Linked DNA regions of Mus musculus: region 2 is linked to region 1. Evidence: chromatin contacts called from public HiChIP or PLAC-seq data. All regions are on one chromosome and are shown on one strand. The core of a region is the stretch at or near the end of the contact, and the rest is flanking DNA. Distances in the headings are between cores, read along the strand shown. Region 1 holds the start of Bhlha15 (basic helix-loop-helix family, member a15). Region 2 has its middle 13 kb from the start of Baiap2l1.

Evidence for each region. HiChIP or PLAC-seq counts read pairs in DNA pulled down with a chosen protein or histone mark.
Region 2: an HNF4G HiChIP or PLAC-seq map of pancreatic cancer cells shows a contact between it and region 1. The contact joins the enhancer-like site here to the promoter of Bhlha15 in region 1. A contact is called at or near these places in 2 of 39 promoter capture datasets (hippocampal neurons and liver), 2 of 15 datasets of contacts at CTCF or cohesin (large pre-B cells and pro-B cells), 12 of 484 Hi-C or Micro-C datasets (B cells, the HL-1 cell line, brown adipocytes and 5 more), 2 of 115 datasets of contacts at active chromatin or transcription factors (large pre-B cells and pancreatic cancer cells) and 3 of 9 other capture datasets (adipose tissue, liver and pancreatic islet).

What each region holds. Positions count from the first base shown.
Region 1 is chr5:144,188,341-144,191,678 of GRCm38.p6, reverse strand. Bhlha15 (basic helix-loop-helix family, member a15) reads right to left here and starts at 1,393. Exons shown (of 2, transcript NM_010800.4): 1 at 1,321-1,393; 2 at 1-658. The coding sequence starts at 607. The coding sequence ends at 14.
Region 2 is chr5:144,368,824-144,372,440 of GRCm38.p6, reverse strand. No RefSeq gene overlaps it. Among named protein-coding and RNA genes, the nearest start is that of Baiap2l1, 13 kb to the right of the region's middle. Within about 2 kb of position 1,325, at least 70 of the 459 cell types and tissues checked have an H3K27ac peak or open chromatin away from gene starts, as enhancers often do. A contact at or near this core is called in the HL-1 cell line, liver, pancreatic cancer cells and 1 more, where this site is marked.

The DNA.
Region 1 (3,338 bases), core at 144-2,643:
CCCGAAGCGCGTGCTAGCTCCCCTCTCTGAAGCTGTGGATCTGTGTAGAGTAGCGTTGCAGGTGGCCTTGGGGCTGGTCCTCAGTGACACCAAGCATGGCCCCAGCTACCTGCTGCTGCTGCTGCTGTTGCTGCTGCTGGTGATGGTAGTGCTGGTATAATTTAGGGCCTGGCGCAGGACCTGGTGCCTCCAGCCCCGGGAGGCGGCTGCTGGACATAGTAAGTATGGTGGCGGTCAGCGACTTGATATAGTTCTTGGCCAGCGTGAGGGTCTCGATCTTGGAGAGCTTCTTGTCAGCCCGCACGTGCGGGATGACCTCGCGCAGTGCCTGGAAGGCATTGTTGAGTTTATGCATCCGCTGCCTCTCTCGCTCATTGCTCTCCAGCCGCCTCTGAACACTGTTCTCCCTGCGGCCACCAGACCCCTGTCGCCGGCGGCTGACCTCTCCCCGACCTCCGCTTGCACGCGCTGTCCTGCTCCGGAGACCCTTTGTCAGCTCTGACCCCCCTGAGCCTGACTGGGGTCTGTCAGGTGTCTGCTCTCCTGGGGTGGCTTCTGTGTCCTGCATGGGTGTTCGGCGCCGAGGGGGCCGGTTTTTGGTCTTCATAGCTCCAGGCTGGTTTTCCCAGGAGGTGGTGGCTGGGTGAGGCCCTTCCAACTGAAATTCAGAACACAGCCCCTCTGCAGTCATTCAGTGTGGCCAGTGGACACGCGGCATGGCTGTCTCATTGCTTCCTTAGCCAGTGCAGCTGACCACTGGTGCTTAGTGGACACCTAGGCGCTTCCCGTCCACACTGAACCCTGAGTTGACTCACCTGTGCTCCCAAAGCCCTGGCTGAGTTCACACTGACCCACTTTTCTCTAACCTACCATCCCTTCTTCCCTCCCCACTTATCTGGGAACCCATTTTGGGTCCCCTGCTCCTCCTGAGCCTCCGTACTTGACAATTTGCTTAAACCACCCAGGAACAGGTCCCAACCCTGGCTTATGGGTCCCCCCCGCCCCCCGACACTGTCATTTGTCCCAGACAGGCAGCACCCTTTAAACATCACGTTTACAGCTGGACATGACACAGGTCCAGACATGATCAGAACCAGAACCTCAGTGAGTGCACGCAGGACAGCTCACAGGTCAGACTGATAGTTGCCAAGGCCCTGCAGCAGCCCCCAGTTCTACCACGTGGACAGCACCAGCCAGTCTGAGTGGAAGCCACCATCCCATCTGTCTGTCTGTTTTCCCCTACAGCTGCCAGGCGTCTGATCAAGCTTCTGGGGTTCCCTCCCAGCAGTCCTATATAGTTTCCCCAACCCCTTGGTTTACCTGGGGATTCGAGGCCGTACGCGCAGAGGCTGCCCACGGGGGACAAGGACACGTAGCTTTAGCCACCACGGGCGGGGCTGCGGGAAGCATGTAAATGAGTTCGCTGGGAGGGGCCAGGGCGGCACCTGCGGCCACGCCCCTCGCTCTGAGGACCCGTGCGGACCCGCCTTCCCTTCCCTCCCTCCAGTTCTGAGAGCAGGCGACCTCTCTGGGGACTTGCCAGGGCGGGGAGGGGGGGGGGGGGACCCGGATCGCATCTGGCCAGGACACCTGGCCTTGGGGTTAAGAGTCAGAACAGAGTCTAGGATAAGCCACCCTGCATAGTCTTGCAGGAACCACATCCACCTCCCTGAGCGAAGCTGGCAAGCTCTCTCCTTCCCTGCCCTGGAGCACCCTGGTTTCTCCAGCGGACTCTGCTAGTCCTAAGGGCTCAAGGACAGGGCTGTTCCTCTTTTTGTCTCCCCTTACTGAAATGGGGTGCAAGGGGGTGCCACCCATGTCTACCTATCTGTTGCTAGCTCCTGCCTTGGTTTCCCGAGGTTACAAGGGAATTACAATATAAAAGGTTATGGGGCAGTAAGATGCCTATGGGTAGAGGGGAAGATGCCAAGACTGAGGAGCCTGGGACCCACAAAGTGGGAGGAGAGAACCAATTCCCCCAAGTTGTTCTCTGACCTCTATGTGAGTGTCATGTTGCTCACAGAAAACAGGTTTTCTTGCTAGCCTTTATCTGTGTGTCTATTTTTGGTGTATGTGCATGCTCCTAGGTCAGAGGGACAGCTTGCAGGAGTCTGTTCTCTACTTCCACCACGTTGTGCCGGGGTCGAACTCAAGTCCTTCGGTTTGGCTGCACGTGACGTTACCAGCTGTGCCATTTTGCTAGCTGTAGCACACTGGCTGCCCTTGCGCACCTGACCCTCCAGTGTCTCCTCTGCCTCCCAAGTGCTAGAACTGCAATTGGGTCATGGCACACTCAACTAAAATGTGCTGAAAATATATATTCTTTGATCCAGTGACTGTTGTAGTTACAGATGTGTGTTGGGGCAGTGTGGTGCTAGGGACCAAACCAGTGTTTCTTCACATGTGCTCAGCTCAGCTACATCCCTGGCTCTTTTTTTTCCTTTTAGAGACAGACTCCAAAGCCAAGGCTGTCCTCAGACTCATGGCTACCCTTCTGCCTCAGCCTCTTGCTGCAGGAATCATAAGGGTAACTGGTCACTAGGCTCAACTAATAGTAGTGTGTCTCCCCCCCACCCCCCCATTAATAGGACAGGTCTAAACAACTCAGCCAGGACTCTGCATAGCTCTGGCTAAGTTCAGCAGGCTTGGGTCTCAGTACTTGTGACACAGTCATGTGGGCCATGGTTCTGGTAGAAAGCTGTCACCTCCCTCATGTCATTTGGACTTCAATGAAAGGACTGGGGGCGGGGGGAACTGAGACACCCCCATACTGCATACAACTGCTACTGCTTTTTGAGACAGGACCTCATCCTTACCAGAGCCTGGGCTGTTATGGACACATGGCAATCCTCCTGCCTCAGCACCCATCTGCTGGTATTACAGGCACACACCATGCCAAACCCAGTGAAAGGCTGTTTTGTTTGGGGTGTGTGTGTGTTTTGTGGTACCCGTGCATGTCCACAAGTGTAAGGTGTGAAGGTCAGAGTTCAACATCAACTGTCATCCTCGGGGCACCGGTTTCTGTTTTGTTGAGGCGGGATCTCCCACTGGCCTAGAGTGCTAGGCTGGCCAGTGAGCCCCAGGGTCTGCTGCCTCTGCTACCCCAGAACCAGACGACAGGCATACTGGCTCCACTCTACCCGACCTTTTGATTTTAAACATCATGGGTTTTAGAAACAGAACATAGGTTTTCTCAGCAAATAAGCCATTTCCCAGACAGAAAGGCTGGCTGTGACCTCTTGGAGTAGCATGTGGGGCCTGGGCCAAGGCCAAATCCTTATAAGCCAAATCTCGCTACAACTCCTCAGTAAGTAGAAAGGCTTGGATTACAGAGCCCA
Region 2 (3,617 bases), core at 76-2,575, 180 kb before region 1:
TCTAAAGCAAACACAACTGTACCCAAATCTGTGAGTGGCTATGTTTGCTAATGATGTCATATGTGTCCCAGACTCTCTGATCAATGTGACTCAAGGGTGAGCAGCTGACTGGTCAGAGTGAGTAACGTGCTGACCTGCCCAAACTGGCAACAAGGTGACCCCAGGGTGACCCAGGCCTTGGAGAATGAAGTAGGAGTGAACCTGACAGAAGAGACTAGGTTGCTGGTTCCAAGAAATACCAATAAAGGGATTTTTAGTGACTCCCAATCTCACACAACATCATCCCCAACAACTCCACATGGGCAAGGCTTATAGTATCTCACTAAATTTTGAAAAATAAGGAGTGTTGGGTGTCATGGCTCAAAGCTGTAATTCCAGCTACTCCAGAAGCTGAGGCTGGGGGATAATCCACACAAGCCTGGGCTATGGAGTCAGCTCAAAGGGCAACTTGAGCTACAGGAAAATTCTGGTTCTAATCTGAAAGAAGAAAAAGGGAAGGGGATAGGGGTGTGGCTCAGTGGTAGAGTGATTTCATAAAATATGCCAGGCTGGGGGTTCAATAGCAGCCAATACTGGAATATTAGGTGGCAAAATCAATTCAACATAGGGAAGTGTTTTGAGTTGATGTAGCAAATCAGGCCAGGTGTAATCATTTCAAAAACAACAAAAGGCAGAAGAAGAAGAAGAAGAAGAAGAAGAAGAAGAAGAAGAAGAAGAAGAAGAAGAAGAAGAAGAAGAAGAAGAAGAAGAAGAAGAAGAAGAAGAAGAAAGGAGGGAGGGAGGGAGGGAGGGAGGGAGGGAGGGAGGGAGGGAGGAAGGAAGGAAGGAAGGAAGGAAGGAAGGAAGGAAGGAAGGAAGGAAGGAAGGGGAAGAGAAAAGAAAAGAAAATTCTGTTTCAAAAACAAATATGTGGATGCTGCTGAACCTGCAGAGATAGAAATACAACCAGACTACATTTTCCAGGATAGGAGCTTAGAGGCGGGGTGGGGCGGAGTGGGGGGCCGGGGGCAGATGGTAAGGGAGCATTCAGGAGCTCTCCCCTTGAATTGCAATCTCAGTTAAAAGTGGAGATCAAAGATAAGCTCAGAGGGAACAGACAGGGACAGCTGCTGGAGCTGTGACTTCCCAGGACCTCTTCCTAGCCAGTAGCCCTGCAGTAGGGTAAGGACAGCCTACTTGACTCATCTTGCACACTCCAGGGGTAAACCCTGGCATCAAGTCACGAGTTAGCCTGGAGCCTAAACAGCTGTATCAAGAGACCTGCCCTGAAGGCAAGCATGACCTTTCACTACCCCCGCAGGGTCGCAGGGTCGTTTGAAGTACTGCCCACCCCCATTCGCAGTGCTAGGAGGCTGGGATGTGCTGTGACAGGCCCTGGGGTCACAGGGTCATTGACAGGGAGAACTGCATTTGCCAGGCTGTTTTTTCCTGAGTAAAGACCTCTGGACACGTGCTCGTAGCTTGTTCCACTAGGACAGCAGCAGTGATGTTGTTGATGGGGGTGCATCCATGGGAGTGTGTGTGTGTGTGTGTGCGCGCACGCACAAGAGAGAGAGAGAAAGAGAGAGAGAGAGAGAGAGAGAGGGAGGGAGGGAGGGAGGGAGAGAGAGAGAGAGAGAGAGAGAGAGAGAGAGAGAGGGTAAGAGAGAAAGAGCGCACAGCGCACACATGCAAGTCACAAATGGGACAAATCCTAGCAGCTGGATTAGGGGAGCAGAGTGTGGGACAAATCCACACTCTGGATTAGGGGAACAGGTTTTGTTTTGTTTTTTTTTTCTTTTTAAAAATATATTTATTCTTTCACAATTCCATGCATAGATATTTATGTATATATAATATACAATTATTATTTCCCCTTAGACCCTCTCCTTCCTCCTTAACTCTTCTTTCTCCCCAAAAAGTCATCCTCCCTACTTTTTTTTTTTTTTTTTGGTGACCCACTGCATTTAGCTAGAGTTGCCTGCATGAGCTTGGGTAGGGTTATTTATTTGAACATGGGCGGCTTACCCGAGGCTATCCCACTGTGGAATATGACTCCCCCTCCCCCAACAACTGGACTAGCTCCCCAGGGAGGCTGTGCTCCCGCCCAGTTCCCTCAGGTGATAGGCCTCTTCTGTTGATAGGCTACCAGTGTTGCTGTAAGCTCAGGGGACAACTGCCATGTCATACTAAAAAGATAGTATTCCAGGGCTAGAGAGATGGCTCAGTGGTTAAGCGCACTGACTGTTCTTCGGAAGGCCTGCGTTTGGATCCCTAGCACCAACACAAAAGCCAGGCATGGGGGCAGGATGACTCAATGGTTAAGAGCACTTGTGACTCTTGCAGAGGACCCAGGTGTGGTTTCCAGCATCTACATGACAGCTCACAACTACCTGTAACTCCAGCTCCAGGGGATCAGATGGATTCTTCTGGCCTCTGAGGGCACCAGGCACACACAAGGTACACATACATACGTGCAGGCAAAATTGTTACATACATAGGATAAGTCTTAAAGAAACTAATCTGCACATGGCAGTATTCATTAGTAACCACAGCACTGCAGGCTGAAGGCAGGAGAATCCCAGAGATTGTTTCCAAGTTCAGAGACTCAAAAAAAAAAAAAAAAAAAAAAGGAGGAAAGAGATTAAGGAAGAAATCTTGATGTTAACCTCTGCTCACACATGTACATACACACATCACATGTACATGCACAAGTGCACATGTATAACACACACACACATTCCCTACTTTCTGACTGTTGATGCAAAGTTATCAGCTGCCTCAAAGTTCCGGCAGTTTACATTCCCTCCTATGATGGACTGTATCAACATGTGCCCTCCGTCATGGTTAGCTTAAGCTTTACCTTGGCATGACCCAGAGTCACTTGGGAAAGGGGACCCACAAGTGAGGAGCTGCCTCCGTCAGGTTGGCTTATGGTCATGTCTGTGGGGCACTGTCTTGGTTGCTGGTGGATGAAGGAGGAGCCAGCCCACTGTGGGTGGTACCATACCTAGGCTGTTTAAGAAGGGAAACTGAACAAGCTAAGGGGGAGCCAGCCACTAAGCAGTGGTCCTCCGAGGTCTCTTTCAGTTTCTGCCTCTGGGCTCCTGTTGTTCCTGCCCTGATGATGCACTGTGACCTGGAGATGTAAACCAAATAAACACTTTCTTCCATCAAGTCATTTTTGGTCAATGTTTTTATCATAGTAACAGAGAGGCAAACCGTGAACATCTTCTCCTTCCCTTGCCTTTGTCAGACACTAATTTGTTACATCAATGGGAAAAAGAACAAGTAACTAATATATGGATTTTTTTTTGAGTATTCGTGATGTTTATCTGTGTTGATTCCAAGCCAATCACAAACTCTTTCCAAAGTTTAGGAGCAATACAGTGGACCGTTGGAATCCTTCCATACTCTTGGAGTCAGCCAAGCATGAATTGAAAACACTTGGTTTGTACTACATCTGTCCAGAATACGCACAGACAGTTTTTTCGTCATTCCCTAGAGAGCTCAGTTTCTTTTTCTAGGGCTGTGATAAGCTTACTCTGGCAAAAGCAACTTGACGAAGAAAGGGCTTGTTCTGACTCACAGTCCAGAGGTGTAGTCCATCATGGTGGGAAAGGCCACAGGAGCATGAG